6 separate regions of the Mus musculus genome follow, and all the other regions are linked to region 1. A link is a contact called in public ChIA-PET, Hi-C and HiChIP or PLAC-seq data. All regions are on one chromosome and are shown on one strand. The core of a region is the stretch at or near the end of the contact, and the rest is flanking DNA. Distances in the headings are between cores, read along the strand shown. Region 1 overlaps Thada (thyroid adenoma associated). Region 2 has its middle 15 kb from the start of 1810073O08Rik. Region 3 has its middle 10 kb from the start of Gm35125. Region 4 holds the start of Haao (3-hydroxyanthranilate 3,4-dioxygenase). Region 5 overlaps Gm35551 (a long non-coding RNA gene). Region 6 has its middle 16 kb from the start of Gm35457.

Region 1 (3,478 bases), core at 2-2,501:
TAGAAGAGGTTGCTGGATTCCCTGGAACTGAAATTACAGGCAGTTGTGAGCCATCATCTGAATAGCGGAAACGGAGCCTTTGTCTGCTGCAAGAACAAGTGTTCTGAACTGCTAAAGCATCTTCCCAGCCTCCTGGGTAGACTCTTACATACCAGGGCTGAGGATGCAACTCAATGCTAGAGCTTGCCAAGCACGAGCAAGGCCCTGGGTTTGATCCCCAACACTGTGAAACAGACAACACAAACTAAACCAACCAAACTAACCCAGATGATGTTCTCAGTTCCTGGTATACATCCTTGCACAGCTTGGGGCCTGGAACCCTAACTAGGTAATGAGGAAAGGACATACCAGACACACAGAATATATGGGATCAGGCGGTCTAGACTCTCTATTGGGGAAGCTGCAGTGCACTGGAAGCTCAGTATGTTTATATATAACTGGACAGGGAGGTAAGGGTGTTGCACACAGCCAGCTGAAGAAGGAAGCAGGGTTACCATATACAACTGAAAAAGGAGACAGGATTAGCTAATCTTAGTAGGAGCAGTCTCTTTGTAGGGGAGCAATCTTTAGGCCATGAACTTGGGCTCCCAACGCGGGTGGTGCGGAGTAGCTGTGAACATTTCCTGCAGTCACCATCACCATCCCCACATGGTTGAGAGGAAGGTGCTGCCATTCTCTGAATCTTATCCAGGGAAATTTCACCCATGGGGCCAGGCACCAGCTTCACTGACATGGTCATGCCTATGTCAACAACACACACTTACTAAGGACTTCAATGCTCTCTACAACCTGGTTTCAGAGTAGTATTTAAATCTTCTATACTACTGTAATCTTTGACTATCTCTCAGGACCATGCACATACTCAGATTATATATAAGTAGGTCCATTTGGAAGAGTATTTTCAATGTAGCAACTTCCTGTCTCTAGGAACAACCAACAACAGATGGTGTGGTAAAAGCCTCTGCAGAATGAATGGTCTCGACATAGCCGATGGTGCACAGCACATCTTGATTTCTAATGGCGCTGATACTGTTTGTACCTTTTCCCTTTTATCAACTTTCTGAAACACTGCTTAGCTGCATCCTCCCCTCAAATACACACAAATGTTCATGAAAGAGAACACTTTTAAGGCTCTTGAAAGTAAAATTTACCACCAAATTTCTAAAATGAATCACCCAATACTGGAGGAGGCAGACGGTAACTTTGTATCGGAAACCAAGCCAGTCCCAGTGAGTCACCTCTGTGATCACAGATAGCACAACCACAGCCCAGGCTTGGTGGCAAACAAATGGCCACAGCATCACATGTCAGAACCTCGTGTTTCATGGTTTCTCACATGGAAATGCGTAAGTCAACTATGTGAGCCCAGGAAGCAGAACACAAGATGCTGCACAAATAATAAACACACTCAAGCTTTGTGTTCTTGTGCTTCCCCAAGTCCATCTCAAATTTCAATAGATCCATGAAAGGCACATGCTAGTCAAGAACTCCGAAGAGTAAGAGCTGATAATAATATTATAGCTTCTAAAGTGAGTCATAGGAAAACACAAATGCTTTTTGAGGATCACACGTTAAGGTGCACAGTCAAAAACTAAAAAGTGACAGCCATTTCAGAAGAGGTACTGGGGCCTTTGGTGATGTATCCTGTAGTTGGTGTGCACCCACATGCATTATGCTTTTGCATCTCTTTTAGGCACCCCAAGTTTGAAACAGAAGATTAAGTGGGACAATGGGCTAAGTGGCATTGCCACAGGCACACCAGGTCCTGGTTGCTCTGACTTCCACAGAGTAAAGAGCCAGGTGCCTTAATATTCTTTTAAACCACAGGGCAGGGAATACATGCTAGGATCAAGCCCGCCCAGCATACCTGTGTTGGCTGGCCCAATACTGTTCAATACAAACCATAGGCAGTGTTTTCAAAAGGGATACTTCCGATCAACATCACACACCCACTAGCCGGTCTCCAAGGAAAACACTATCAACACAGCCATAGGCGCCCACACCCAGGGGCTAAGCACAGGTAACTGCTCAGAAAGCACTGGAGAACAGTCAGGAGCAATAGCAGAAAGCTTCACTCTCTTGCTTTCACAAAATGGCTCCCTAAGACAATATATTGATTATAATTCTCCAAATAAGAACAAGATAGAACATTCTCTCAAGTTCCCTGCAATATGACACTACCTGATAATGAAAGGAACAAAAGGGGCCAAGCTGAGCGCAGATGATGTGCCGTCCATCGGCGATGGGTACAGTCTCTCCAACACCAGGAGTAAGAGGAACATGCCAGGGTGGCGATCAGGCTCTCCCAGTTCACTGAAGGAAAGTGATTACACATAAAAGATTTCAGACTGAAGAAGGCAGGCACTGCTTTCAAACACATTTTGTCACTTTTTTTTTAAGATTTATTTATTTTATTTATATCAATACACTGTAGCTGTCCCATTACAGATGGTCGTGAGCCACCATGTGGTTGCTGGGAATTGAACTCAGGACCTCTGGAAGAACAGCCAGTGCTCTTAGCTGCTGAGTCATTTCTCCAGCCCCACATTTTGTCACGTTTTCCTGTTTCACTTTAACGTGCACAAGGAGAAGCCTCTGGCAAAGCAAGGGTCCTGCACGCAACCCTCTTCTAAAGCCAGTGACTCTCTGGAGTCACACTTTCTGTACTGTGCTGTCCAGAGCTTTCAGGAAATGGGAAGCTCTCCCTGTCTGATGGCTTTGAGGAAACATGACTAGGCCATTACTCACTAGAACCAGAAAACCCTCCCTGCACTAGCTAGCAATTAGAGAAAAGATATCTTGACAAAAATACATTTCATTGATATAATTACATTTTCCCATTACAGACAGTTTATATGTATTTATACCAGTACAAAGACTGCAGAAAAATTAAAAAGTTGCATGTTCTAAGATATCCATAGTAAAAAGTCTACTGTCAGCTACAGAGTAAGACTGAAACAAAATGACACCATTTCTTGCCGCCCCAGGGGACTCAATGCCCTTTAAAATGACTCTGCTTTATATTTCTAAAATTATTGATCATTTTTGCTCAGGGACCCACATTTGATCACAGGCAACTTAGCTGTTGTTTCACAGCAGCAAGCTGCAACAGGCCAGTAATACAGGATGTTAAGAATCTATTAAGTACATTTAGTAATGTAGACAAAAATTTTAAAAAATAAGAGGAAGAAATAATTCAGGTATGTGTGTCTATGTGTGTAAGTATGTGTGTGTGTGGCTGTGTGTCTGTGTGTGGGGACTAGAGGTCAACCTTGGATGTTAAACCTCAGGAACTGTGTCCCTAGTCCTTTTAAAATGTAAAAAGTTTTTATTATTGGGTGCATGTGCCATGACACACAGAGGACAACTTGTGAGGTGTCACTCTCCGTTTACTTTCATGTGGGTTTGGGGCACACGGACAGGTCATCAGGGCTCAAGCCATCTTGCCAACCCCACTTTGTCTTTTGAGATAGGATTT
Region 2 (3,410 bases), core at 93-2,592, 430 kb before region 1:
CATCCTGGTCCTCCTGCTTCTGCCTCCCAGTGCTGGGGTAACACATCTGCTCCATCACTCCTGGTCCATTGGGGCTTCCTACCTAGTCACTGGTTCCTCCTAGTCACTGATGGCTGAGGGCTTCATCTTAGAGACATCCCTGTAGTGAGAATTTTGTTCTTTCCGAAAACCCAGTTATGTGACTATGTTTTTGTTTCAATCCCAGGCGTGGGATATGGGGGCTGACTAGGCTTTGTCTCATGCTCTGGCAGGGCCTGATTCTATCAGCTGAGAGATAGTTTAAGTTTGGAATTCTGGAGACTCTTGAGCGGTTATAAAAGGGCCAGAGCCTGCAGCGGTGGCTGCTGCTGTTCCCTGCTATTGCTGGTTCCTGAAGCTGCTTTTGCTGTTCCTCTGAATTGCTGGTTGCACATATCCTGATTATAAAGACTGGACTTGCCCCTGAGAACTCAATGCCCCTAACCATCAGGAAGTAGTCTAAAGAAATCTATGCCCCCTTTCCTTCTAGGCTTCTTTCTTCTACCAGGGCTGGGGGTGGGGGGCATTGGGGGAGGAGAAGGATGGCAGAGAGAAGAACCCAATAAAGTAGCCCAAAAGCACGGTTACACATCCCACGGAGATCCAGGCCTCCTAAGCATCCTCCTGAGGTTTCTTACTCAGTCTTACCAGTATCAGAATCTGCAGCATCACAGGAGCTCAGCCCTTCTGTGTGGTGGGCACCATGTCTAGACCCTGCCTGCCTGGAGTCTCTCTGGTGAGCTGGCCCTGAGGTTTACCGGGCTCCCTAGGGACCATTGCTTCACTGGGTTGTGGGGTAAAGACAGGGAACAGATTTCAACTCGTGCCTCCTGGAAACCACATCAAATGGTGCAGCTAGGAATTAATAAATAAATCTCGGAGACAAGTCAATTACCGTTCCCCTGTGGCCCTGTCCCCAGGGGCAAACAGTGGCAAGTGGTTCCCAGCCCCAGCACGTCTTCCCCAGGGCAGGACAACCACTGCAGCTGGCTTCTGTCAGATTAGCTGGGCAAGATGTGACAGGCCTCTGTCCTCTGGGGAAATCGCTCCTTTCCTGGGAGGTGGTGAGGACATTCCCAGGTTGCTCTGTTCCTGCCCTCTCCCTGCACCCTCCCAGTCTTACCGCTTTACCATTGGGGAAAAAAAATCAGACAGATTTCTTGTTGTTTTTGAAAATACATATTCATTCTACAAAGGCTGAGGGAAGCCTGCTAGCTACAAGGTAGAGGTTTTGCCAGGTTGGGGACTCTTGGAGACACAGCTCTTTCTGCCTGTGAAGAGTTTACAGTCATGCGTGTGGGCAGGATGTGTGTATCAGGCAATGTGGTTGCATATAGCAAATTTTTGTGGTTAGCAAGGAGGGGAGAACCTAGTTTAGCCTAAAAGGTTCCCCAGAGAGGCCTCTGGGAAGGTGATACGGGACAAGCTGTCACCTTGACGGGTAGTGAGTACTGCAAGGTTTATAAAGCAGCAGGGTCAAGGAATGGAGGTGAAGTGAGAGGGCTCTGAAGCAGCTGGCTGGATCCAGATGTGAAGGGGACAGAGTTGGGCTGGGGTGACAAGGGAGGGGAGCTACAGGTACCTGATGACAGGGTTTTGGGGTGTCATCAGAGAGAAAGAGAGAGAGGCAGACAGAGGGAGAGAGACAAAGAGAGAGATAGAAAGAGACAGAGACAGGGAGACAGAGACAGACAGAGAGAGACAAAGACAAGGAGACAGAGACAGAAAGAGACATAGAGACAGAGACAGGGAGATGGGACTTAGGTTTGTTTTAGCTTTGTGTACTAGGCACAAGGTGTTATTTCTACATAAACCAACTCTGTGGATCCCACCAGACTCAACAAATAGCAGTCTTCGCTCTGTTCAGCATCAGGGAAAACGAGTTCTCCAGCATTCGCTGCCTCTGAGTTTTCTCAGCTTGCATCGATTAGACAAGTCCTTTAGATTGATCATTTTCTCGAGTTTACTGTGCATAAAGATCACTTGGGACATTCAGTTAAGTGTGGCTGTTTGGTGTCTGTCATGTGGACTCGGGTCCTACATGGCTCAGCAATGTGCATTTTTAACAAGCTACGTGGATCAGAGAGCACATTTTGAAAGAAACAGTCCTAGAAGCTGATTGTATCCTCCTGGGGAACGTGCTGGGATTGAGGCTGCCGACAGGTGGCAGTACTGCATCGTGATGCTCTAATTACACCTCGGGCTTTCTTCCTTAAACTGGGATTGTTGACTGTAACTGGCCGAGACAGACAGTTCTGGGGCTTGCTGTTTTGCAAGAATGTGTAGAAATGAAACTGGGTTGGTGAGGAATGCTCGGCTACTTGTGGGGTGGGGTGAGGTGAGGTGAGGTGCTGAGGCGGGAAGATCCCAAGTTCAAGAGCTGCTTGGGCTACACAGTGAGTTCAAGGCCACCCTGAGCAGCTTTGGTGAGCTCCAAGGTGAAGTGGGCTTAGGAATGCAGCTCTCACTTAGCACCTACAGCGCCTCAGGCTTCCGTTCCCAGAACAACCAGATAAAGTAGACAAAGTAAAATAAGTTAGTCAGCAAATCTTACATTTCAAAAAAGTTTAAATTTCATTTTCAGCCAGCAGAGTTGAGCTTTCAATACAGAGAATACAGAGATCTCTTGTCAGGCATGTATTTTGATCACCTGAAATATGGATACTCCTGGGAGAGATGTGCCCAAGGTTCAGTGAACACATGGTCTTTAGTTATTATTGGTATGATTATTTGGAACGTCCTCCGTCTTTATCATGGGGTAGAGTCTCTTTTTCATGCTCATCATTAAGTGAATGAGGCAGGGATGGGAGGCCTTCCCTGGGTTTCCTGAGCAAGCCAGCGACAGGGGCGCCTCAGCTTTCAAACATAGCTCTTGGTTTATACTTGACTGACATGGTGGTCCTGGTGGCCTGGTCTAAATTGAAAACTGACTGGAAAGGGTCCAACAGCAGAGAATTGGCCATTAAATGGCTATCTGAATTAGTGACCCCTAGCGCCAGCTCTAGGGTGGCCTGTTATGAGATGATGCCCTGTCACTGAGAAACATCTCAAGCCCCTTTCTGTTTGTACATTCTTTGGGAGAGGGGGTTGATCCCTGAAAAAAAAAATCAGAGTGTATAAATTCTATGGTCTTTCTTATCCCTAGTCAGTGGTTTTGGCTGATTCTAAGTGATCATTGTTGGTACCAGACGAGATGGAGACTCTCAATTGCATCCTGCTTTCTCTGTGCCTGTTTTTAACTGCATCTCTGCTTTTCCTTCCCCTCTCTTCTCTCTCTCTCTTCTCCTCCATTTCTCTCCTCTCTCGTTCTGTGTTCTCTCTTTTGTTTCCAACAAGATCTTGATATGCAGCCCAGGATCGCTTGCCTCAGACTTAGACCCACTGAATTTCAG
Region 3 (3,160 bases), core at 496-2,995, 450 kb before region 1:
TGCATGTTGCCATGCTCTCCATTACAATAACGGACTAAACCTCTGAAACTGTAAGCCAGCCCAATTAAATGTTGTCCTTTATAAGAGTTGCCATGGTTACAGTCTCTCTTCATAGCAAGAGAAACCCTAACTAAGACAAAGAGTAATGTAAATATCCGTGTTTTCTGATGGACTTGGGCAACCCCAGTGAAAGGGTCATTTGCCCTTCAAGGAGGTTAAGACCCACAGGTTGAGAACCACAGTCCTAAACTATTATTTAGTGAGCAAGTCAAGACATCCGTAAGATAGGCCACACGGTGAAAGCAGATCTGCTTACATATACCCCTTTGCTCCGTCCATCCATCTGAGGCAGGAGAAAGAGGATGAAGGTGCTGCCATCTTGGATATCCCATGCTGTCAGGTCTGCACTTGGCTTTCAGGCCAGGACGGTGAAAGCCAAGTAAGTTATTGTAAGCCACTAAGGTTTGGCTTTTATTATACAGAAGCAAAGAATCAGCACGCAGAAAGTTCACCTATTTTAATTTTAAAATAGCTGGGTACGCTGTAAAAAGGTCTACATTTAAGATTGCTTCTCAGGTAAAAACGTTTGTTTGTGTGTATGCTTGTATAGGTGTGCACATGTATGCATGAGGGTCTTGTTGGGTGCCTGTCTCGGTCAGTCCCACATAATGTTTTTGAGATAGGATCTCTCACTGAACCTGGAGCTTGCTGACTTGGTGCAACTGGTAGATCAGTAAATCACAGGAAGTCCCAGCTTTCCCTCTCTATTGCAGGGGTTACAGGTGCCCACAGCTGTGCTACGCCTGGCTTTTATCTGGATGCTGGGGATGGAAGTCAGGCTTGCATACTTGGGCAGGAAGCACTTTACTCAGAGAGCCATCTACCCTGACCTTCTCATGCAAATATTAAAAGTACTGTCTTTAGAGCCACTGAGATGGCTCAGCAAGTAACTGAGTTTTCCACCAAGCTTGGGGACCTGAGTTTGATCCCCAGAATGCACAAGGTGTAAGGAGAGACCTGACTCTTGCAAGATGTCCTTTGACCTACATGAATGCTGCAGTGTGCATGGGAATGTACATACACAGACCCAAAATTCATAGGTGAATAAATAACTAATAAAAATGTCTTTTAAAATTATCGTATTAGTTGTTCTCCTCACTTCTGTGACAAAATGCCCGACACAGTGACATAAGGAAGGAAGGGTTTCTTTTGGCTCAGGCTCTCAGATGGGCTGTAATCCATCATGGCTGGTGAGGCACCATGACAGGAAGGTGAGGCAGCTGGTCACTTGGCATTCACAGTCAGGAGGCAAAGAGGAGACAGGGGCTGAGCTACAGAACCTCATTATGTGCCTACGTGACCCACTTTTTCAAGGATCCGTATCCTGAGGCTTCCATAGCCTTCCAAGACAGTCCTATGAGCTGGGGACCAAGAGTTCAAACACACAAGCTTACGGAGTCCATCCTACATTCAAACCACACACGGATCCATCAAAATTTTAAAACTGGTACATTTCATCAAACACATATAAAAATAAATGTTTAAGCGAGGCTAACTTTAAGCTTGAGTTTTGAAGTCTTAGTGATATCTTAGTTGACATTCGTATATCGGTGAATCACTCGCTGTAGTGGTGTTCTTCCATGTCTGGTTAGTTGCCAAAGTAAAGAGTCAGTCTCACGCTTCATGCATTTGCATACCAAGATGCATATGTGCAAATGTAGGTGAATCATAAATTATGTATCCTGGAAAACGTTCCATACCTGTGATTCACAAATGTAGCAAGCACTGTGCTAATCTGCCAGTCGCCCTGGAACAAAATGTGTGCTTGTTACTATCACGGGATAGTGCTATTACACTCACACTATTTACGAGAAAGGACTCGACTGATAAGCACATCTGTTTTGTTTTGGTTTTTTCTCTTACCCCATTTAGTCTGTCCTACTATCTTTCATGTAGGAGTCAGCTTAATTCAAGGCTCACATAACATGCAGACTCTGTCTCCTGTTGACTCTAGGACTCACGTGTCAGTCATGAGAGAGGATGCTTAGAGCCGGAGACCATGTTTACCGATGATGAGGGTTGGATTCCAAGGGAGACAAGGAAGGATCCATGTACTCTTCATGTTCCAAGTGTGCTTGTGCATGTGTGTGTGCACGTGGGCACCTATGTGTGAGATGTGGGCCCTCTCCATTGTAGGGAGCAGAGTGGGGTTTCTTTTGCCTATAGTTCCCAGCCTTCCTGTCCACATCTCTTTGCTTTTCCCCCCAGAGGTCTATGAGCCTCTGCTTCTGGGAAAACATTCTTATTTTGATTTTGTTCTTTGGCTAAAACTTGCAGGCATGGGCAACCTTTTGACATTGCGACACAACACTGTCTACAAAATCACACTCAAGAACCACACAATTGAATTACAAAAAAGAAAAAAAAGCACCGAATATCTCATAATGTTTTATGTAAGGTTATGATTGTGTGTTGGGCCTCATCCAGAGCTATTCCACAGCACATGTGGGTTGGCCACGTCTGGGGGAAGCATATTTCACTTATTATCCACGTATAAATTTTAGCTACGGACATTTTTAGCTATGAGTGACCAAAGACCAATTCAAACAAGCTTGAATCAAAAGGGCATATGTTGATTCTCAGGACTGGACAGTCCAAGGGTGGAGAACTAAGGCTCAAATTGGTTTTCCAGAGTGTTTGTGTCAGTCCTAGATTCTATGTGTGTGTGGGGCAGGGATGCATTTCCTCCAAAGAAGGGAGTCGGGCAACTATACATTGTAAGAACCATTTCTGAAATGTTGCTCCTGGGTCCCTTGGGCCAGATTTCTCAAGTAGGTCAAGTGGTGGGCACCGTCTTCCCAAAGTTCTCTGCGACCTGAAGCTGATCATGGCTCCCTTGGTGCTGTGGTGATTTCAGTACAGCAGACACGAATGGTTGACATAGCCAGTCTAAGAGGGCTTTCTCAGCACAGCTTTTCACCTACTCTGGTCTGGGTACCCTCAAAGATCCCCCAAGGACAGCTCCTAAGAATTTTACCACCATGACTGTGCAATGTAGAAATGTCTACAATGAAAACCAAACAAACCAATTCTGCCAAGCCACCGGCAGCCAGCCTCCCACAGAGCTCCCAAGAGGTCCTCATGCACGGAGGCCCTCAGC
Region 4 (3,218 bases), core at 382-2,881, 490 kb before region 1:
AGAGAAGCTAGGGCCAGGCATGGCACAGACTCGCCATGAAAACTGTCCTCTCAGGGACATGGGCTACTTCATACTGATTGGCGTCCCCTCTCAACAATTCTACAGGGAAGGCATTTTTTTTCAGTTTGCCTCCTGCCGTAAGCCCAGTGTCGGAGCATCGTGGTGCACAGCAAATACCGACTGACTGAATAAAGGGAGGCCCTAGGATCATGATGGCGAACTCGAGAAGTTCTAGAGGCTAGTCTGCTGGGGGTGGGGTGGGCGTGGGGGTAAGCAGGCCTGGAGGCTGGGCAGGCAGTTGCTTCTAACCAGGCTGATGTGGACTGAATCAGAGAAATGCCCACGGGCTTGGAGGGAGGAAGGCTGGGAGGAGTGAAAATGAGAGACAGCAGACAGGGAAGACGTGGAGAAGAGAGACAAAAATGGTAAAGCTCCAAACAGGAAAGCAGCAGTGGCAGAAGAGAGGAGGCTCGGGGGGGGGGGGGGGCTGTCCTGGTTAGCTACGGGGGTATTGCGCAGTGACCAAGAGCATGCGTGGACTTTGTAGTCAAACTCTTCCTGGGCTTGCTCATGGACTCTGTCCCCCTCTAGTTCTGTGACATTGGGAAAGTTACTTATTAAATCCCAACTCATGGGGGGCTATGTGAGAAGTCAAGGAGACGATGTGATATACTTGGCTAGTCTTCCCATTGGGGTGGAAATGTCTGGAGCCATTTGGGTTGGGACACTGCCCACTGGAAATAACTTATAGCCACACAGACACGGGGAGTTCGGGTCTGTGGAGGTGGTGCAAGAAGCTCTGCTGTGGAACTGAGGGAGGGGAGGGGGAGGGGAAGGAGGCAGTCTGTGCTGTAGTTAGAGGAGACTTGGGTGGGTCTGGTGTTTGTGTCCTGGCCTTGAGCCCTGAATTAAGAATCCCCAGGACTAGGGATGCAGCTCCGTTTGGAAAAGTGGGAGCCTAGCATTCACTGACTTCTTCCCTCAGCACCTCAGAAACAGGGTGTTGTGGCACTTGGGAAATAGAAGCAGGAAGATTGGGAATTCAAGCCCCCTCATCCAAAGAATTGTTCATCTGACTCCATAGCTTCGGGGTTTGCCAAGGGTTGAGGTGCTTGGTTCTAGGCCTCCAGGCCTTAAGTTCTAGTCCGGGGCATTGAACACCAGGTTCTCCCCAAGGTGCATGGGGGCAGTGGGTTGGAAAGGTGCTTTCAGCTGCGGAAGGAAGGAATGTCACACCCTGCCACCTCATCTCTCACAGCCTCAGAGACACACAAGCTGGTCTCAGAAGTCATGGCCACAAGTCTGTGGTCTCCAGAAAGAGGAACATACTGAGGTAGTGAAAGAAGAAACAGGTCGTTTTCACCCTCCCCAGAAGAGCACCAAGTGGATGGAACGCAAGGTTAGAGGGGGAGGGGACAGCTGAGGGAAGAGGAGTAAGAAAGAGGGTGGGTTGTAGTCACCGGGTGCTGGCGACTCACATAAGCTTGTTGCAAACCGGAGGCTGAAAGGAGGCCCGATTCTCTTCTACCCAAGACTTCACTCTCACACGGCGTTCCATGGCCGGCAGGCAGGACTCTTCTGCCCACAACGTGGTGGCCAGGTAATCGGGAGGTTGGAGTGATGCGATCTGCGACCTGCGATCTGCGCAGTCTCCTGTTGGCCACCTAGTTAATTAGGTTACCAGAGGTCAAAGAGCTGAGCAATCCCCTGCCACTCTGAGGGGGCAGCTCTAGAGTCTGAGACTACTTGCCCTGCCCCTGCACACACGCCGGAGCAGGGATCAAAGCCCAAGAACAGACCCGCCTCCTGGGACATGGCCAGCATCCTCCCAACACCTAGTTGCTCTGGACCGAAGCTGGACTCTGGTACCTACTGGGCCCATGTAAGATGCAGGACGCTGGGCTTTCAGCTTTTCGGGTTTCTTCTTCTGCCCTGCCTCTAAAGAAACATTGTGTTGGGAGAATAAAGGTTTGAAAATCGGAGACTTTGAGCACAAGGAGGACTGAAGGCAACAGGAGCACACAGAGGCCATCACAGGAGGCAATGAACAGGCTGCATCCAGTCTCCTCCGGAGCACGGAGGTCTGGCCCAGTCCTGCAGATGTGATTGGCTAGACCTGAGATACCCTGTCCTCACCTTGCTTTGCAGCTGAGGCCTGGTCCAGCTCGGCAGCCCTGGCGCCTAGTAGTAGTGGGCAGGAATGAGGTGTCCAGCACTGGTCTGAGTGAGCTCTTTACCCCTCCATGGGGAATTGAACCAGAGTCTTTAGTGTGCTAGGCAAACTCTGCCATGGAGCTTCAGAATGTCCCTGTCCCCTCACACGTCTTGTTTATATTTTATTATTTGGTTTTTGTTTTTGAGACAAGAAATCACTTTGTGACCCAGAATGTTGGGCAGGTTGCTATGTAGCTCAGGCTAGCCTCAAACTCTATCCTTCTACCTCAGTACTAGGATTACAGATGGATGTCACCATAAACCTACAATCCCCACCCTTGCATGTTTTAAGCCACCCACATGTGAAGACCTTTACAGGTGAAGATGGTCCTAGGTGTCTGTCTTATTTAGGGTTTTATTGCTGTGAAGAGACACCAAGACCTCTTATAAAGGACAAAGTTTAACTGGGGCTGGCTTACAGGTTCAGAGGTTCAGTCCATTATCATCATGGCGGGAAGCATGGCAGCATCCCAGGCAGGCATGGTGCTGGAGAAGGAGCTGAGAGGTCTACAGCTTGTTCTAAAAGAAGACAGGAGCAGTCTGTCTTCTAGGCAGTTAGGAGGAGGGCCTCAAAGTCCTCCCCAACCCCACTGACACACTTCCTCCAACAAGGCCACACCTCCTAATAGTGCCACTCCCCAGGCCAAGCACATTCAAACCCACCCCAGAGCCTGCCAGACTAGAGGCTCCTCAGCCAAGGTTGCCCTGGGGCAGGAAACGTAGGAGGAAGAGGGGAAGGCAAGGACCACCTACCCTCCAGGACTCACAATTCTTGGGAGAACTGAAAGGGAGTGAACTACAGAAGTCAGTGCGAGGGAGAAGAAATGGTCTCAGGCCTTTGAGCCCAGAATACAGACTACAGAATAGAAGAATTCCTAGTGGCTCCCTCGTGGCTCTCATGGCCACCCTCGCTTGTCTGCAGCCTGACAGAGTCTCTTCTTCTCAGAATTAAAAGCTCTGCTGGTGTAAGCCAAACTTGGACAGGCTCTCAGCAAGCATCTCAC
Region 5 (3,096 bases), core at 78-2,577, 300 kb before region 1:
GACCACCTTTGGACTACGGGCCTGAAGCTGGCAGGCTACACCCTTCTTCACATGGTGAAACCCTACCCATGAGCTCCCCCATGGAAAGCCCAACCACATAACAGCGTGAGGAAGAAGGACATGCACAACAGCCTAGGTTGGCGCTGGGGGACCCCTGGCTTCCCAGATGCTTTTCAAAAAAGCATCTTCCAGCCCAGTCAGCGCCACATCTGGAAGCCGGCTGGAAATTCCAACCATGCTCCCCAGCTAGGAAATGTGTCAAATCCTCCCAGAGACTGCATGGAAGCAGGAAACACTGGAGAGGAGGGCCAACTCCACAGGACCCCTAGGAGCGTTGGAGAATTCCAGATGTCACCAGGAGTCCATAGTCCTTAGCCCTGCTCCCTGCCTGCCCCCAAGGAAATTAAAGAGGCCTGGAGAGAATGACAGAGCTTGTGTCTCCCGGGGACCCACGACTCCATGTGTGCGTGTGAGACACTGAGTTCTTGATACACACTGAGTTATTTTTTCCTGGAGAGAAAAATGTTGCCGTGCCTCTGGAGGGTCATCTGCCCAGAAGAATCTCTTGATGCGTGAAGAAGTCATGGTCTCTCTTCTCTCTGACACACGCACACATCTCCCAGAGGCCCCAGGGCATCCATTCCTGAGAGCTGGTCTCATTGAGAAGATCTGGCCCTGGCTCCTTCTGTAGCCCTCAGCAAGTGTAAATCTCCAGTGATCGCCATGGCCACAGATTAAATGGCTAGAAACAGCAAGCATTGGTTTCCCTCCAGTTCTGGAGGCTGGAAGTTCAATTTCAACATTACTGGCCTAAAGTCAGGCATCTACAGGCCAAGGCTCTGGGGGAAAGCCCACTTCCTTGTCTTTCTTAGTATCTAATAGATGCCTTGGCCTGTAACCCCTTCCCCCACCTTCACAGACCACCTCTCATCCCTTTGTCACATCACTGGCTCTAACTTATCCTCCATCCCTCTTATAAGCCACTTGTGATTAGATTGGACCTGCCTCAGCAGCAATCAACCCCTTAAAGTTCCTGTTGCTTTGAGGACAGCGCACGCATGGATCTTAAGGCTGAGGTCACTGTCCAGCCTTGTGCAGCAGAGGCCCCACCCTGGGCATCAGTTTCCCTCGTGTTTGCTTCAGGGCAGATCTTCCAACTCTGACACTAAGACAGAGGACCTCTTTCCTCCAGTTAAGTAGGCTTGGCCTCTCTGCTCTCTGTTCAGAGCGGTCTCTGAAGCTCACATTGCTTTCTTTCCATCACTACAAGAGAGACTTCTCTACCCTGCCTTCAGTACCAGGAAGTCATGCCCATGTAGAGATCGGTGCCTACACCCAAGTGACATCCGCCACCCACGGAGGAGAGGTTACTCTCCTCAGCCCCTTGTAGGTGAGGATCATAGCTTTAACTTTCTCTGGGGCTGGCCTCACATGCCCAGCTGTTGTTCGGGAAGAAAAATCCTGGAGAGGCGATGAAGACAGGTGTGTGGGAGAGGAAGAGACGGGTGTGGACGCTCCTCTCCTGACACTGTTCCCAGTGCTTTGGTGTCCTGGGGCTCAGCTACCCGCCTGGTCTCCTCAGCACTGTGCTGACACTCCCTAGAAGACCTTGGAAGCCTTGTGAGCTGTAAGACATCCAAAGGGCCGAGGGAGGTAGTGCTGTACTTTAAGCCTAGAAACACTAGGATTTGGAGGCCACGGCACATGCCTGTGAGGAGATACAGCCACGGCTTAGTCCCTGCTGTACCCATTGCCTGGTGTCTCCCCATTCTGTTATTTCTGACTTACAAGCCACCTGCTGCAGAAAGCAGCATCAAGTCTAAGGAAGCTAAAGTTCCTTGATGCCCCCAGAACTGTGGGATGGCTCCGTGTCCTGGACAGGCACTGACTGCATCCTACAAGTAGACACTCTGCTTCGGAGGGGCTCAGAGTCCCCCTCACTCTGTCGGGCCAGGCATGCTTGAGACCACAGGCTAAGGGTCGCCAGTCTGAAGAGACGGCAGGGTGCCGTGACGGTTGGTTTTAAAGCCAGCTTGCCATGACCTGGAATCGGAGAAGGGAGTCTCGGGTGAGGACGGTCAAGGTCAGGTTGGCCTGAGGGCATGTGTGTGGAGAGCTTATCTTTATTAACTGAGGTGGGAAGGCCCAACCCGAATGCAGGTGGCTCTATGTCATGAGCGGAGTCCCACGGTATATGAGTGAAGGAAGTTGGCAGAGCAGAGCAGCCATTGAGAAAGGATCTGTTTATTTTCCCCCTGCTCCTGGTGGTGGGTGTGCTGCTTTCATGTTCCCTGGTTCCAGGAGTTCCCTGCAAAAATGGACTATAACCTGCAAAGGCAAGCCAAATGAGTCCCTTTTCCCCTAAGTTGCTTTTTTTTTGGGGGGGGGGGGGCGGCGGGAGGGTCAGGATATCTTATCATAGCAACAGAAAGGAGAGTAAAACACTTTAACTCCCGCCACAGGGGGATGTCCCTGAGTTCGCTAGATTTCCACTATAGCGGCAAAAACAAACAAACAAACAAAAATCTGAGATGACCAGCTTAAAGGAGAGAAGCCTTGCCCGTGCTTTTGGAAGGTCGCCACCCACCATTGGTTGGTCCGATTATTTTGTGGCAACACAGAGGTCATGGTAGGAGTGTGGGGCACAGAAGGCCACTACCTTCGTGGGAGCCAAGAATCAAAGAGAAAGAGATCCCTTAGCGGCTCTGAGGACACGCCCTCCCAAAGACAAACTTCAGATAGGCCCCGCCTACTGAAGGGTCCACTGACTTCCAAGGGCTCCTCGGGCAGGACCCTTTAGGATGCTCCCAGCCCCAGCTCTAGCAGCCCGTGTCTGAGGACCCAGAGAGAGGGCTGAAGACTGAGAGCCGTTGGAGTTCACTGTTCGCCTCCTCTGCCCTGCAGTTGTGCAGCGCTAGGTGGGATGTTGCCTGACTCCTACGGGGGGGGGGGGGGCGGTCCCAGGGGGCATCGGTCTCCAGACCTGGAACAGAACAAACCCAGACCTGCTGTGACACCGGGAGGCAGGACCCGCATATAGTTCTCCTGGCATGGTTGCTGTCTACTGTCAGTGCACCACCACACTGAAGCTCGAGG
Region 6 (3,356 bases), core at 209-2,708, 350 kb before region 1:
GCTCTGTCTTATGGTGGCCCATCCAGCTAGTTTCTTATTTGCCCCTCCAGGGCTAAATGTGCTCTGCTTCTGAGAACATTCACAGACAGAAAGCAAGAGCCGCTCGTCCAGCAGAGGAAAGCGGGCCCTCTTCTCAGCTATTGTATTGGGTGACATTTGCTGATTCTGAGGTGAATGTCCCCTCCACAGCTGGCTTTACCAATATTTTTAGAAACTTCTCACCAGCTTGCTAGCGCTGAACCATGGCTTGCTCGTGCGGGCAGCTCGACGACGTTTCCCTTTCAGCACCTTCATACTGTCACGGTGCTTCCTGGTGGAGGCCTCTGGGCTCCTCTAACTGGGCTGTGCTCACCCTTCAGCCAGAGAGCAGGCACATCACGAGAGCCCAGGATACAGATGTGTGGTATATGTCTCCAGTCACGACTGCTGAAGACATCTGTTTGGAGAGGCAACTAAGTTCCGGAGTATGGCCTTCTGGGCATGCACACTCATAAGCTTGTGTGCAGTGAGCATGAGCACATCTGTGTGTATATGCATGGGCGTGTAAGGGCCGGAGATCAGCATAAGATATTTGCCTGCCTTCCTCAATCACTCTCTACTATATATATATGGTTATATATATATATGGTTTTATATATATATGGTTATATATATGGTTTTTTATATATGTGGTTTATATATGGTTATATATGGATATATATGTGTGTATATATATATGGATATATATGTGTGTGTATATATATACATATGTGTGTATATATATATTTGAGGCAGGCAACATCTGTCACTGAAGCTGGAGCTCACCAATCCAGTTAGACTGTAGACTGGCTGGCCAGCAAGCCCCAGGAATTGCCAACCTTTGCCTCCCTACTGTGGGGATCACGGACTTGGCATCTTTTGTGGGCACTGGGATCCAAATGCAGACCCTCACATGTGTACAGAAGCCATTTTACCCACTGAGCCCATCCCTATAGCCTCAAGAGTGAGTCTTTCCTGTGCTCCATGTCCTCATACTGTCTTATTAGCAAGACCAATGGTGGAGCAGGAGACGCAGCAGCTGCCACTGAAAGACGAGGAACCAGAGGGAATGTGCCCTGGACAGGGTAGCCAACTGTGAGCAGACAGCAAGACTGGGAAGTGTACTTTCTGCCTCTGAAACAACCTGCCCCCATCAGGAGGCTAAACTCCAGGGAGGTCAGAGGTCGGGGAATTTTTTTTTGGATCACCCTGGGGAATGGGATGAGCCCTCCATCCAACCCCTCTCCCACTCGATGCCCAGCCTCCTCCGCAGGGCATATGGCTTCCAGCTCTCAGCTGGATCTCAGCAGCAGGAATGTTCTTGTGGTTTTCCTGTTGGAATTCCATGAAAAGCGCTTTCATTCTTTCAGCTGTGAGCTTCTGGAGTTTGTGGGGTGTGGAGTCCAGGGGGATTCCCAAGGCCAGCCCTCCCAGTCTGCCCACAGCCTCTAGGCATCTAATTAGTGTAGAAGCCCAGCCCGGAGCAATGACCAGTGAGCACCAGCATCAGCAACAGGGAGCTGTGAGCTAAGTCACAGCCATTTCCACTTAGCCGCTGGAAACAGGCTGTACCGACTGGGGGCCAGTCCCGAGCCAAGGAAGGAGACAGAATGGGGTGGTGGTCAGGTGGGGTCATACCAGGTAGCCGTCTGATTCACCCACACTCTAAGCCTCGGTTTCTTCTTAAGAGTGGCAACGAATATCTACATCAGAATTATTATTACAGAGAATCACAAGCTAGGTCCTCTCTCTTTTCCCTGATCCTGGGGCCCTTGTTCCCTCCTTGGTGTTATCTGTTTACCCACTGCCTTTTGCTGGGCCTTTGTCTTCCAAGTGTTTCCTCCATCTCACATGCTAGGACCCCCTTGTTCCTAAGAGCACCAAATAGGTGTCAGAAGTGACAGTTGAGGCCCCACCCACCTGTAAGCACTCCAACCCCATCCTTAGAATGCTTGGCAGGCTCAAGGGTTTGCTTTAGACCAGGGTATTTGGGGAAAGAGACGAGGGGGTTGGGAACCAGTTGACATGAGTGATTTGACCAAGTCTGAGGTCCTAGGTCAGTGGCCCAGTGAGCCTCCCATTCTGCCCCTTTCAGGAGACAGAAGTCTGGAAAGCTGCCCCACACCCTCTTCTTTGATGTCTGCATCATCCATGCCCTCTCTCATCTTGCCCTCTTCTTCACCTCTGTCCCTCACATCCTCCTCACCCCACCCCTTTCCTCCTCCTCCCAGCCTCTTTTTATTTCTCTGGGCACACAAATGCTCACCTCTCAGAGCTCTTACCCAGCCAGCATCCATGAGCAGTTGGGGCACGTGCCACCACCTCATCTAGAGGAGAAAGGTGATGCTCAGAGCAGATTTTAGCACATGGTTTCAATGGTAATGTAGAATTTGGGTGTGGGACCGGCAATACCCTCCTGTGGGTGGTGAATCTGAACTATATGCAGAAGTATAGTTTCCAAAGTTTCACGACCGCCCCATCCTTCCCAGCTTCATTTGGAAACTTCCAGAATGTCCTAACATAAATGTGAACTAATAGGGTCATGCAGTCACATTTCTCTACTTCCTGCTCAGAAGGATAGGGTGTCTAGAACATGCAAGCTTTTCCCTCCCCGTGGATATCAGAGCTTCTCCCCAGCAATTCCTTGAGAGCCTGTCCTCTGATTGCCCGCCTCCTACTTAGAGCACCTGCTATGATCAGACATGGTACTGAAGGATACACGAGAACCCCTTCATCCAACATGTCCCCAGCCTCAAACGATGCTGTTTCTTCAATGTTCAGGTAAGGGGACAGCCTCATCCAGACTACATCCTGTTGATTCTGGAAACAGTGTTCTCGGTGTCTACTCCTTGGACGTTTGAGAACTTTCATCCCACCCATAGTGAGTGACTTGATAGTGTACCCTCTTTGGATGCTGCTGGACGCTGTCAGTTAGCATGCCCCCGGCTGCACTGTTTCGGCACCCACAGGCAGAACCAGTCAGGATGGGGTTAAATGATCCAATACAATGCCCTTGTGTCATGCCTGGCAACTAAAACCAATCACACCCTTTTCTGGATGAGGACCTGAGGTTCTGGGATTGGGGGCACACAATCTTTGTAGAGTTGTAAGGAGGTGAGTTGAAGTTCAGGGACTTGGGGCTGCTTCTCAGGCCTGAGTGGTTTAGTTCTCTTTTGGGTGAGCTTTTCTTGATGCTGCAATATAACACTGGACAGAAGAAAGTAGGAAGAGGAGGTATACTTGGCCTCACAGTTTCAGTCCCTCGTGGCTTGGCAGGCAGGTGTTAGATCTCTTTACACGGAGCCTGCACCAGGAAGCAGAAGTCCTACATCCAAAGC

The links. A called contact is a pair of places that touch in the nucleus more often than the background predicts. ChIA-PET counts read pairs in DNA pulled down with a chosen protein or histone mark. HiChIP or PLAC-seq counts read pairs in DNA pulled down with a chosen protein or histone mark.
Region 2: a contact with region 1 is called in a BATF HiChIP or PLAC-seq map of CD8 T cells, with 6 read pairs. The contact joins two enhancer-like sites. A contact is called at or near these places in 2 of 39 promoter capture datasets (the C10 cell line and hippocampal neurons), 1 of 15 datasets of contacts at CTCF or cohesin (large pre-B cells), 3 of 484 Hi-C or Micro-C datasets (bone marrow-derived macrophages, cortical neurons and epidermal suprabasal cells), 6 of 115 datasets of contacts at active chromatin or transcription factors (CD8 T cells, Th17 cells, microglia and 3 more) and 2 of 9 other capture datasets (adipose tissue and liver).
Region 3: a contact with region 1 is called in a FOXA1 HiChIP or PLAC-seq map of pancreatic cancer cells. The contact joins two enhancer-like sites. A contact is called at or near these places in 1 of 15 datasets of contacts at CTCF or cohesin (the NIH/3T3 cell line), 3 of 484 Hi-C or Micro-C datasets (bone marrow-derived macrophages, cerebellum and epidermal suprabasal cells), 5 of 115 datasets of contacts at active chromatin or transcription factors (embryonic basal ganglia, pancreatic cancer cells, regulatory T cell precursor and 2 more) and 2 of 9 other capture datasets (adipose tissue and embryonic stem cells).
Region 4: a contact with region 1 is called in an RNA polymerase II ChIA-PET map of memory CD8 T cells, with 80 read pairs. The contact joins the promoter of Haao here to the enhancer-like site in region 1. A contact is called at or near these places in 2 of 39 promoter capture datasets (the HPC-7 cell line and second pharyngeal arch cranial neural crest), 1 of 15 datasets of contacts at CTCF or cohesin (large pre-B cells), 4 of 115 datasets of contacts at active chromatin or transcription factors (CD8 T cells, double positive thymocytes, memory CD8 T cells and 1 more) and 1 of 9 other capture datasets (adipose tissue).
Region 5: a contact with region 1 is called in a Hi-C map of CD8 T cells, with 2.3 times the contacts expected there. The contact joins two enhancer-like sites. A contact is called at or near these places in 1 of 15 datasets of contacts at CTCF or cohesin (large pre-B cells), 2 of 484 Hi-C or Micro-C datasets (CD4 T cells and CD8 T cells), 6 of 115 datasets of contacts at active chromatin or transcription factors (CD8 T cells, double positive thymocytes, embryonic stem cells and 3 more) and 3 of 9 other capture datasets (adipose tissue, liver and pancreatic islet).
Region 6: a contact with region 1 is called in an HNF4G HiChIP or PLAC-seq map of pancreatic cancer cells. The contact joins two enhancer-like sites. A contact is called at or near these places in 5 of 484 Hi-C or Micro-C datasets (the C2C12 cell line, embryonic stem cells, forebrain and 1 more), 6 of 115 datasets of contacts at active chromatin or transcription factors (double positive thymocytes, effector CD8 T cells, large pre-B cells and 3 more) and 3 of 9 other capture datasets (adipose tissue, embryonic stem cells and liver).

The regions. Positions count from the first base shown.
Region 1 is chr17:84,331,845-84,335,322 of GRCm38.p6, forward strand. Thada (thyroid adenoma associated) reads right to left here. Exons shown (of 38, transcript NM_183021.3): 28 at 2,182-2,313. Among named protein-coding and RNA genes, the nearest start is that of Gm24492, 46 kb to the left of the region's middle. Within about 2 kb of position 1,252, at least 93 of the 459 cell types and tissues checked have an H3K27ac peak or open chromatin away from gene starts, as enhancers often do. A contact at or near this core is called in the C2C12 cell line, CD8 T cells, the HPC-7 cell line and 7 more, where this site is marked.
Region 2 is chr17:83,901,374-83,904,783 of GRCm38.p6, forward strand. No RefSeq gene overlaps it. Among named protein-coding and RNA genes, the nearest start is that of 1810073O08Rik, 15 kb to the right of the region's middle. Within about 2 kb of position 1,343, at least 81 of the 459 cell types and tissues checked have an H3K27ac peak or open chromatin away from gene starts, as enhancers often do. A contact at or near this core is called in CD8 T cells, bone marrow-derived macrophages, pancreatic cancer cells and 2 more, where this site is marked.
Region 3 is chr17:83,883,501-83,886,660 of GRCm38.p6, forward strand. No RefSeq gene overlaps it. Among named protein-coding and RNA genes, the nearest start is that of Gm35125, 10 kb to the left of the region's middle. Within about 2 kb of position 1,746, at least 33 of the 459 cell types and tissues checked have an H3K27ac peak or open chromatin away from gene starts, as enhancers often do. A contact at or near this core is called in the NIH/3T3 cell line and pancreatic cancer cells, where this site is marked.
Region 4 is chr17:83,845,159-83,848,376 of GRCm38.p6, forward strand. Haao (3-hydroxyanthranilate 3,4-dioxygenase) reads right to left here and starts at 1,632. Exons shown (of 10, transcript NM_025325.2): 1 at 1,479-1,632. The coding sequence starts at 1,558.
Region 5 is chr17:84,031,329-84,034,424 of GRCm38.p6, forward strand. All of the region lies in intron 4 of Gm35551 (a long non-coding RNA gene), which reads right to left. Among named protein-coding and RNA genes, the nearest start is that of 8430430B14Rik, 34 kb to the left of the region's middle. Within about 2 kb of position 1,328, at least 48 of the 459 cell types and tissues checked have an H3K27ac peak or open chromatin away from gene starts, as enhancers often do. A contact at or near this core is called in CD8 T cells and regulatory T cells, where this site is marked.
Region 6 is chr17:83,977,978-83,981,333 of GRCm38.p6, forward strand. No RefSeq gene overlaps it. Among named protein-coding and RNA genes, the nearest start is that of Gm35457, 16 kb to the left of the region's middle. Within about 2 kb of position 1,459, at least 64 of the 459 cell types and tissues checked have an H3K27ac peak or open chromatin away from gene starts, as enhancers often do. A contact at or near this core is called in the C2C12 cell line and pancreatic cancer cells, where this site is marked.